2 separate regions of the Oryzias latipes genome follow, and region 1 is linked to region 2. The links are chromatin contacts, called in public Hi-C maps. All regions are on one chromosome and are shown on one strand. The core of a region is the stretch at or near the end of the contact, and the rest is flanking DNA. Distances in the headings are between cores, read along the strand shown. Region 1 holds the start of LOC101156834 (protein capicua homolog). Region 2 overlaps LOC101156340 (POU domain, class 2, transcription factor 1).

Region 1 (5,560 bases), core at 2,472-4,971, 69 kb after region 2:
ACAACACAATGGTGTGACTCTTTTAGTTCCATCTGAATACACAATCAATGCCAAACACATTCAATAGAAGACAGCTCTGAATGGATTGCAAAAACAACAGAACACAAAGGAAACTACGTTTAATATCCTAATTTATTGGCATATTTTTTCAGTTTTTCTCCAATTGGACTCTGGATATTTAAAAAGGGTTTTTTGAATGAACTGCCTGCATCATGCTGGAAAAATCACAGAGTGAAGGGAAAGGATGAGGTCAGTAATGGACTTAATTTGACTTAAAGTTCAGCTAGCTAAACTATTACAATTTTAGTTGTTAATTATTCAAGCTAAAAATGAGCTACAAAACCTATTTTAGCATTTTCATCTACGGCTAACCTCATTTATTAACACATAGCAGATCTGCTGAGGCCTACAAAGTCCTCTGCTGAGGTTTTGTTGCATCTTCCTAAATGTTTTAGTACCTCATTCAGAGCTAAATTAAAAACGAAAACAATACATGTATCTTATCAATTTTTTGTGCAACTTTGTTTAAAAATCCTAACAGTCACCCTTAAAGGTCAAGGCCAGACTCTCCAATCAGATGTGCGTGACCTTCAAGCTCTCAGATGTCGGCGTGTGGGAAACTGTCATCAGAATCGATGCAGCCACACGGGCTCAGAAGCAGGTTGAAAAGTCATTGTCATTTTACACTGTGCCTGGAAGTAACCATATATCATCTCTGCAGAGAGACACAAGCCATCTAAGAAGATAGTGGACATGCACTCTGGGTCTAGATGAGTCCGTGTTTCAAGTTTCACGTGTCAAATAGGAAGAGATCGTCCAGGCTGCGAAAAGGACAAAGCATTTTCATTGGCACAGCTGACAGCATGTGTGAGTGTGATGCAGAGGTGTGTACTAAAATATCTGACATTTGCATCTTTGGAGGAATGCTGGACCTCCTAAAAAGGCCTGAGTGTTGTGAAAAACAACAAAAACATTAGATATTAAAATACTAAAGTCTCCCTCAAAACATCTTTTGATCTATTTTAAAGCATTCCCAGTGGTCTTTTAATGATGATTATGTCGAGTTTTTGAACCAGAGACCAGCTCAGACAAGGAAAACAAAGAAGTTCATGGATCTATTTTTCTACAAGTGGGTCCATCAAAATGTAGCACAGCAGGAAGGTCATAGCCTGCTGATTGTAGTTTGTATACAACAACTACAAACTTTTTCAAACTGCATTTTTTGTCTGCTCCTAAGTCCCAATGAATTTAATAAAGAAATAATCAGAAATCTAATTATAATATGAATTTTATTTTTTTGTGTCCTCCATAATCAGAAAAGGCTACAAGAACATCTTAAAAACACCTTAAACCCATTAGAATGGGTCTCAAAGATATCTAATTGATGATTTAAAGTGGTAGTAAAGGCATCAATGTACAGATTTTTACTTTTTCTTTGGCAGTCTGCCGGTCTAACTCCCTTGCTGAATTTTAAAACCCACTGTTGGAGCTGACAGTACTCTGGTTGAGTACATGTTTCCTGTCAATCAGCCAGTTAACAGCTATTTAAGGACTGCAGGCTCTCATATTCGTTTGCACATTCTGGCATGAACGCGGAAGTGCTTTCAGAGTCTCTTTTTTGTAATAGTTTTACAGAAAAACTGGCATATAGACCTGCATTTAGTTGGAAGCTGCTATTTTTTAGAGCTCACGTGTTTTTGTGAATCCTAGATGGGAAAAGTGATGATATTTATTACATGATTACAGGACTGAAGCCATACTGCTGAGTCACCGTGGGGGCTGTCACATGGTCCTCAGCGGTTCTTCTCCGTCCGTGCTCAAACAGATTTGGGAGGACCTGGACAGCTAACACGAGGAGGTTATTTAGAGCTTTACGAGCTTATTGTGTAAGCATTGTCTGTGAGTAAGTGTTTGGGTGAATCATTCACACCTGCTGCTGAATCTGTTCTACATCTGCTCAACTTGAGAATATTGGCCCCGCTGAAGAGGCTGGATCTTTGTCGCTCTTGAATCGGAGGGCGTTGGAGTGTGGCGTTGGTCGTGGTGCAGGGCCTCGTGGAGCCTTTTAGCAGTTAAGTGGCCCTAAAGTCCACAGGATTTGGGAGGGGCTTAGCTGCAGTTTTCAGCCTTGTTCTTAGAAAGTGCTTAAAGGTGTTAATGCCACATGGATTTGCAGGGCTCATTCACAACTCCACTTATGCAGCAGGAAGTCCCATTCTGTCTGTCCTTCAGCATCTGGTTCCCCTCCATCTTTGACTGGAACCTCGTCTTTGTATCTTGTCCTCACGCAGAGGTTTGTTTCTCGGTGAAGCATTACGAAACCAGCCGCCCTCCAAGTGAAAGCAGTCAGACTGCTGTGCTTCTCCACCATGGGTGTGGAGTCTCTCTGCACTTTGCCACGTTGCTTTTTCGGTCACAAGTTGCACATGTTATGGCAATAAATGATGCACAGCAAATAAATTAATGAGCACGAGTGTGCACAGGATCAGAGGGTGTTATTGTGTTTGTGGATTCTAAACAGGCTGCCTTGTCTGCACAAGCTACTCAAACGGCTGTGTGTGTGCATGCTCCACCACACGTACAGCTTATATAACGCTCAGGCGTGTTCTCACTATGCTGTGTGTGCAGGTGCTTGCTTGAATGTGTGCTCCCTGTTGTCATTGCTTGCGTTTGTGTAGTCGGGAGTTCAGTGCGCACCACTGCAACAGCCAAGATTGTGTGATCATTGACTGAAAATCCCCTTCTGCGTCTGTCCCCTATGGAAACAGAACATAGTTCTGTTGTATGAAGTCCCTGCAGGATGTGTTACTCAAGAGTTTTGTTTGTGTCTGATCATTTGCATGTTGTGTTGCTCCGTGCACACCCGTCTGTGTCTGCTTGTGTGTGCACAGGCAGACCTACTGCGCATTTGGGTCACTCTCAGAGGAACCATAATCCTGCGTTCAATTTACTCACTTGGGTTTCACTCTTCCTGTTTGGCCAAGCTGATGGCAACAAGCACAATGACCTCATCATAGCACACGGCCATTGGCCTGCAGACCTCCTGCCTCTCGACCAATCACATTCAACTCCGGTGACGTATGGCTCGGATAGGCTCCTATGATTGGTGGAGGAGGCTGGACCTGACGGCACTCCGCTGTATTGCTGAGCTCTGATTGGCTTAGAGCTGAGAAAGTTGTCTGTGTGTGAGATGGAGAGATGAGACAGAGAATTTGGGAGTTGGTGTTTTTGTCTTTTGTTGAAACTACACTTAACCTGTGGATTACTCAGACTGGAGTGCGGACACAAAAGCACAACAAAAATCGCGGAAGAGTTTTTTTTTTTAAGTCAAATGTTTAATAAGAGGAAGCTGACACTTTTTAAGTTTTAGAATTGCTTTTTACGGGTCGCTCACACCTGTTTTTAAAAGGAGAGTATACAATTGTGTCTACCACACTATTTAAACAAACAAATGACAAAGCAATAAAAAAGCGAAAGAAAGACAGAGGAGGGGAAGGTTTCACTGCTCTTCTGCGTGCCTGTGTGAAGTCTCAGACATGCCCATCTTGGAGTCCTATTGGTCACAGCAGTCTGGCTTTTCCAACAGCTGTTCTGTGTTTTCCCACACGCTGATTGGTCAAGCCGTCCTGTCAATCAGTTTTACTTTGACACGTGGCCCCGCCCTCGCTCCACTTCTGCCGCTTTCTATTGGCTACTGTACACAGTCGTGCTGCGCTATTGGCCGCGCGGGCTGGTTGTCAGGGCTGCTGGGCTCCATTCACCATTTTGCGACTGTAGAGTAGAATGTACGGGGCAGTAGTTTTTCCTCCTTTAAAGTTGACTCGCCAGATAAAGATGAGAGGCCGATAGTTGGCAGGTGCGGGCGGCGAGTCACCGTGCCCCATTTTACCCGGACAACTCCGCAGAGGAAGGCACGCGGGCTCCATTAGCCTCGGTGAGTACCAGCTGCCTACAAATCTCCTGCAGCACTGCGGTGAGGCTTGTTGTGCTCCAGCCGCGGTGCTAACGCTTGTTTGCTATGCTTAGAAGCCCAGTTAGCGGCTCGTCTGAGCGGCGTAGTTTCCGACATCTGGGCGGATTTTATTTATATAAAAAATAGTCCGGCCGGAACGGTTGTTTTTCTATGGGTGGAAAAAAAAGGGGAGAGGTGCGGCGACACACCGCGAGCGAGAAACTTTTCCTCTAGAAAGGAATTCTACGCCATAACTGTTTGTCGCCGGACTTCGCAGAATAAATAGTGAAAAGTACGCCGTTCTTCATCATCGGACTGACACGTTTTCGTGCGGGGTTTTTCTTCCTCCCCCCCTTTCTCACGGCCATTAGGATGAGTGCGTGTCTTGTTTGCGGGCCTTCCTCTTGCACTTGTGTTTGCGGGGAGCTTCTCGGTACTTTGTAACGCCACCGTAGTAACGCAAACGTCAAAGTTGCCGAGGAAGCTTTAGCTGTTTACGTTCCAGCGACTGCCACCGTCGGATTGGCTAAACAAACTTAACTTTTGTGTGGTGTTTGTGGACGCGCGCGCCACAGGAGTGGACCCATCTGTACGGGACACCGCCGCACGAAGAATATGGGTCGCCTGGGAGGGCATTAGGGGTTACTATGCCCGTTAAACCGATTCTCATCCTCGGGGAGGAAGATTTCCAGGAGGCATTTCAAGCGTTGAGCTGCGGCCTGGTCGCTGCACGCCACGGCCTGCAGTGCTGTGGAGTAAAACCGGTAGTAATCGCTGTACTACGATGACTTGTCACGGTACTATCCAGTTAAACCAGAGATTACGACATCGTCGTTTGTTGTTTGCATGCTCTGGAGAAGAAGTTAACAGCTGTTATCTGTGGATTGAGCTCGTTTCTGCAGGTATGCGTCCCAGGCGTGTTCTGTTGTAAGTCTGTTATAAACTGTAAGGGGTTTTTGTTAACACATTATCTACTTTTGAACCCTATCAAACCTGTTTAAAGGCAATCTAGTTAAAACAATTTTAATCTAATTTAGATTTGACATTGGATGATAGACTGAAGACTGTTTAGATGAATAAAACGGACCAAAATGGTATGTAGAAATGTTAAAGGTCAATGGAACACAGAAAAACAGCTGGTGGTGTTTTCCTCACCTCAAATGACTTTAGCCTGCTGGATTCTGCCAACTCTGGTGTTTACTACACACTCATATCATCTTAAATGCTGCCTGGCAAAAAAAAAAAAAAAAAGATTTAAGTTGCTCCCCTGCTCGGTGCCAAATGATTGCTGCACCCAAGAGAAGGACTCTTGCTCTTTATTTCAATCTGCAGAGAGTAGGTTGCATCAGTGTGCCTTTAAGCTGTTATCATGAGGCCCGTGGCTCTCACGCCAGCTGTTGTACTCAGTACACTACTGAGAAACACATGTAGCATGCTATGTCATGACCAACTAAGGCCAGCTGCCAAATTATTTTATGGTGGCTGTTTTATGTAGTCTGGGTTTAATGGGAATTTGCATGGAGCTCTGCTATCAGCCAGCACCAAATACACTCAATACCTAACTTAGTATGGAGGTGCAACACACCCTGATAGGACACAAATAGTCTG
Region 2 (4,875 bases), core at 2,021-4,520:
GCATTATTCAGAGGCGCCGTCCTCCAGGCCATGTGTTGATGAGAAGGATGCAGCCTGTTATGGAAACTGCAGTGCTGGCACTGTGGGCTCTCACACAACTTTTAGGCTGGAGGAGGGAAGAACGAGGAGCTTCAGTGAAAGAGGGAGTTGAAATGAAGTATTTACAAGAGAGGAGCCCAGGTTTGGCTCTCTCTGGGGCCACACACGAGCTGAATGCTTGCCCTCATGGCAGTGTAATGGATAAAAGTGTTTACCGTTACACTGAATTTAAAACCTCACAGGTGTCGCTCTGTTGGAGTAGAGTGTCAACCCACTGAGAGCTAATCTGATTTCTTAGAGTCATAGAAACAAGATTTTAAAAACAGTTATGGTATTTTTTTAAGTTATTGGGACCATACAACCTTAATAAAATATCACATTTATATCTATTTTTTTTCTTTTTGCCTTAATGTGAAACTGTTAAGCTTTTATATATTATGGATTAATTAGACAAAGATGGATGACTTTTCATTATTTGAATTTACTCCGAAAATAAGGATAAAATGAATGTTATTCGTAATGTCACATTACAGTCTGATATTTACTTTTAAACCCCAGTAAAGGTTTCCCTGGACTATAAACATTTTATTAGCCTTCACCAGTCCATCACATGACCATGGGGAAGACTAATAAAAAAAAAGTAAAAGACAGTCATTGACGACCTGATCAAGGAAGATAGAACAGATCATTGCTGAAGAAGCGGGCTGTTCACCGAGTGCTGCATCCAAACACATTACGGAATTTCCCTTAGAAGGTCTTGAAACAAAGCTCTTTGAGGACTTTGAGGAAGATTTAAAAGGAGGAGTATCCTAGAAATGCACTACAAATGTTACTTTCCTTGTACCAAATCACTCTTGAACCAAAGACAAAATCAGAGGGATCTTATCTGGACTAGGGACCAAAATAACTGCAATGATCTTCGATGATCCAAAGTCCTTCTGTCAGATGAAAGTCATTTTTTTTGCATTTCATTTGGAAAGTTGCTTGAAATCCAATGTGAAGTTTCCGCAGTTTGTGGTGGTTTGAGGAACAGTATCAGCTGCTGCATTTAGTACGAAATGCAATGTCAGGTTTAAAAATACAGCAAGCACCTGCTGGTTTAGGGGGAATTGCATTCCTCACCAGGACTACATCCCATAAGGAATCTGTTTAGAGGACAATGCCAGACAACAGACCCAACATGGCAGATGAGCTGAATGTCCCCATCAGAATAACCTGGGCTTCCATGAAACCTCAGGATCGACACAGACAAATTTCCTTCCTTCCTTCCTTCACACGGTCATACTTCTCAGTTGTAAACGTCTGTTTTTTTAGCTGCAGATTAGTTTGCTTGCAAGTTTTGGGTTTGTTCTTCATCTTTAGAGGAGTTAAAGGTCTACATTTAGACACTTGACCATCGTTGTCATTCTAAATCTTTAATCCTCTGCTCTTTCTCTGTTGTTGCTTCTTCATCTCCTCCACCTGACCAGCGCTGGCAGCCAGCGGCGGGCAGCTGTCTCTCTCCAGCCTTGAAGGGGGTCAAGGTCACATCCTTCTGGGAGGACCTGGGGGCCCCACTGTTTCCTCTTCTCTTCGTCCCTCTCTCTTCCTCAACCGCCCTGGCCTCCTGCCTATGGTCACCTCCATGGCGACAACCTCCACACCCACCATGGGGTTGGTCAGCAGCAGCGCCGGCAGTGGGTGTGGCCTGAGGCCCTCTTTTTGCCAGTCTCCGCCCACTGGCACCAGCAACCTCATGAGCCCCAGTTTGTGCCAAGAGGAGTCAGTGTCCCCTTGTTCAAGCCCCGCCTCTTTCTGTTCCTTCAGCGAAGCTTCGCCACCCACTTTGGGCGGGACCATGGCCGACTGATCGCTGAGTGGCACCCAAAGAGCCTTCTCCGAGCTGGATGAGGAGGAGGAGGAAGAAGAGCATCAATGACGCTTTAAGAATCTAAATCTACAACCTCGCCTTTTAACCAAAGCCATCTCTCTGTCTGCTTCTCCCTGGTTTCGCCTCTCTCTGTGCTCCTCACCACTGAAGTCTTCTGAAGCCAAAAATTGTACACAGACCGATGAGGGGGATGGAGAGGAGAGAGGAGAACTGGAGAAGATAGAGAGAACTGCTGGGCAAGGGGGACGGACGGACTTGAAAACCAAATAATTAACTACAGTTGGAGAAGCGGCACTGAAACGCATTTTTGCCTAACAGAAAAAAAACGGATGACTTGCTTTTAGAGGCTGCAGACAACAGAGGAAAAAAAACGATGAGGTCAGGGATGAAGACTGTGTGTGAGAAACAGGAGGCGAGGAAAAGACTGACGTGAGCCTGGATAGTCATATGATGCTTGAGAGGAGGATGCCTGATAGGAACACACACTTGTTTGATGTAAACCAAAATCTCCAAGATACCAAAAAACTAAAAACCAAAAAAAGACAACAAACGGAGAGAAAAGCTTTAGTTCCAAAAGACTTTTACTTGTGATCTGTCCAGCTTTCATTCATTGTCATTTCATCTAGGATTGATTTTTTCCATTTTTTTAGTCCAAGACTTGCATCTATTTTTCTATTGTTTTGTACTCATCTTTCATAGGACGCTTAGTCTGTTACACCTGAACCCAGGATATCTACCTCCCTGTCTTAGCCACTTGAGACTGATCGTCCAACTTTACAGCGGCGGATCAGTTGACCTCTATAATGACAGCCCACATTAAACAAAGTAACCTAAAAACTATCTCCTAGGGGGGTCGGTGTCATTAATCCCAGGTAAACATTTAAACATTTGGGGGTTTGTCGTTTTTTTGTTCAAATGAAGGAATTCTTAACCAAATATTCATCTTCAGCATTCATCTAATGTCTGGAAACCAAAGTATGGACTCACACCAAAGGCAAAGAATTATGCTTTCTTTTGCATTGTTTCCCGTCTTTGATTTGTTACCACTCAACATCACGCCATCTTCCAGACCGCTCATCTTCTCCCACCAGACAGTCACTCTCGGATACCAAAGCCTAACCTCTGGCAGCGTTGTCTCTGGATTCGCCTGGAGACGAGTGTCCAGACAAACCTCAGCAGTGTCAAAGGAGAAACATACACACACGTCTTGCAAGCTTAACAAAGACCAAAAAAAAAAAAAAAAAAAAAAAAAGAACAAAAGGAGGAGGTGAAACACTGACGTTCCCCAAACTGCCCCCAAACCCTGCCCTCCCTGCATTCCTCCCATCTGCCCCTCTCCTTTGTCTCCAAAGATCACATCAAAAGGCCAAAAGAGATGAGGAGGAGAAGGAGTAGCGGTCAGGAGCAGAGGAGCCAACGGTTGGAATAAGCCTCCGGGAGGGGGGGAAAGCAGGACAAAAGAAGGGGAGAGGCAGGAGCGCTTGAAGCAGCGGACCAAAAAAAACCAAAAAGTCACTCAAAACCAAAAGCTACTTTAACTGCTACTAGTTACTGTATGAATGATTAAACTGTAAGCAAACCAAATACAAACAAAGAGGGGGAGGGAGCTAGGGAGAAAAGGGGTGAGTAAAGCCCTGTCTGTCCGTATTTATCTGTGATTGCCGTCCTCGTGTCAACAGACAGAAACGCTCCCTCCTTCCCTCCCTCTGCCGACAGCTTTCCTCTCACTTTCCTTTCCTGGACAGATGGAGTAAGGAATAACCTCAACAAACTGACTTAAGAATATATAGATTTTGATTTTTTTTTTATTTCCATTGTGCGTCTGTTCCTGATGTCTGGGTTCGTCTCATTGGTTTTTGCTTTTAACGGAGAATGGGACGTTTTCCCATGGTGTCTCTTTGATTGTGCTCCAGGTTTTTAACTTTTGATTTGCGCTAACAAAATGTAAAAATGTAGCTTCCATGAGAGAAAAAGATTTTTTTTTAAACTCATCAGTTTGTTCAGAATGTTTAACATTACAAAGCCAAAACTTAAAACCAAAATCTTTTTTTTTTTTGGTACAAACCAAATACAGCAACCTGTTGACCAATGCACAAGCTGTGTGTCAGACTGCGTTCCTGCATGAGTGCCGAGATTAATCCTCCACAGACGAAGCCAACGGGACACAAAATCCCTGCTTTCACCATCACACTGATCTCTCCTCTGTTTGACCCCTTTAGCTCCCATCACTCTCATTTGGATCAGATCAGATAAAAAAAAGTTGGAACTTAAATCTAAAAATGGAAACACTTGCAATTCTTGGAACATCTTCAGCCGCCTGACTGACGATGAAAACCAGCGTGTTTTATCGCAAATGTCCCACTTCTAAAGTTAACTTTTGGGAGAGACGATCGGAGGGATTGGAAGAGACGTGAAAGCAAAACCAGCAACAAGCTTTAAGGCAAACTTTACACCATAAAACATGTTCATCCGCTCATGTTTTATCCGTTCATGATGGTTTGAGAACCCAAAGCTTTAAAACTCTTCACAGGCTCCTTGTTGGGTAAAAAACTTGTATTTATTGTGTGAGCAAGGTGTGTGCTTGATGTGGAATATTATGTCTATAATGTCTCTAACCTTATTTATTTATTGATTCTTATTTATGTATTTATGGATTCTATTTAAGTCCTCTTTGTACTAGCTTTTCAGGGGTAATAGTGAGGCAGGAAGGTGGTCTTGAGTTCAAGGCGAGAAGATCTCAGACGAATGTTGCAGAGCAAACCCAAACCTAACGACTGTTGAAACAGGAGACGGGGAGATAGGAGGTGGGAAAACCGCGGTGGAGGAACTTCTCATTATCAGGTTCAGGTTTCTTCAGACTTTCATGTCACCTTTACTCACCCCTCATGTAAAAACGGATCAATACTTCTGTTTCCATATAAAGAGTTTATAGTTTTCTCACCAGGTTATGGTTAAGGTTTCCAACC

Evidence for each region. A called contact is a pair of places that touch in the nucleus more often than the background predicts.
Region 1: a Hi-C map of embryo shows a contact between it and region 2, with 3 times the contacts expected there. The contact joins the promoter of LOC101156834 here to the enhancer-like site in region 2. A contact is called at or near these places in 5 of 5 Hi-C or Micro-C datasets (embryo, fibroblasts and gastrula embryo).

What each region holds. Positions count from the first base shown.
Region 1 is chr11:16,747,282-16,752,841 of ASM223467v1, forward strand. LOC101156834 (protein capicua homolog) reads left to right here and starts at 3,722. Exons shown (of 22, transcript XM_011481012.3): 1 at 3,722-3,934.
Region 2 is chr11:16,679,026-16,683,900 of ASM223467v1, forward strand. LOC101156340 (POU domain, class 2, transcription factor 1) reads left to right here. Exons shown (of 16, transcript XM_011481010.3): 16 at 1,509-4,875. The coding sequence ends at 1,888. Among protein-coding and RNA genes, the nearest start is that of LOC101156593, 33 kb to the right of the region's middle. Within about 2 kb of position 3,271, at least 2 of the 8 cell types and tissues checked have an H3K27ac peak or open chromatin away from gene starts, as enhancers often do. A contact at or near this core is called in embryo and gastrula embryo, where this site is marked.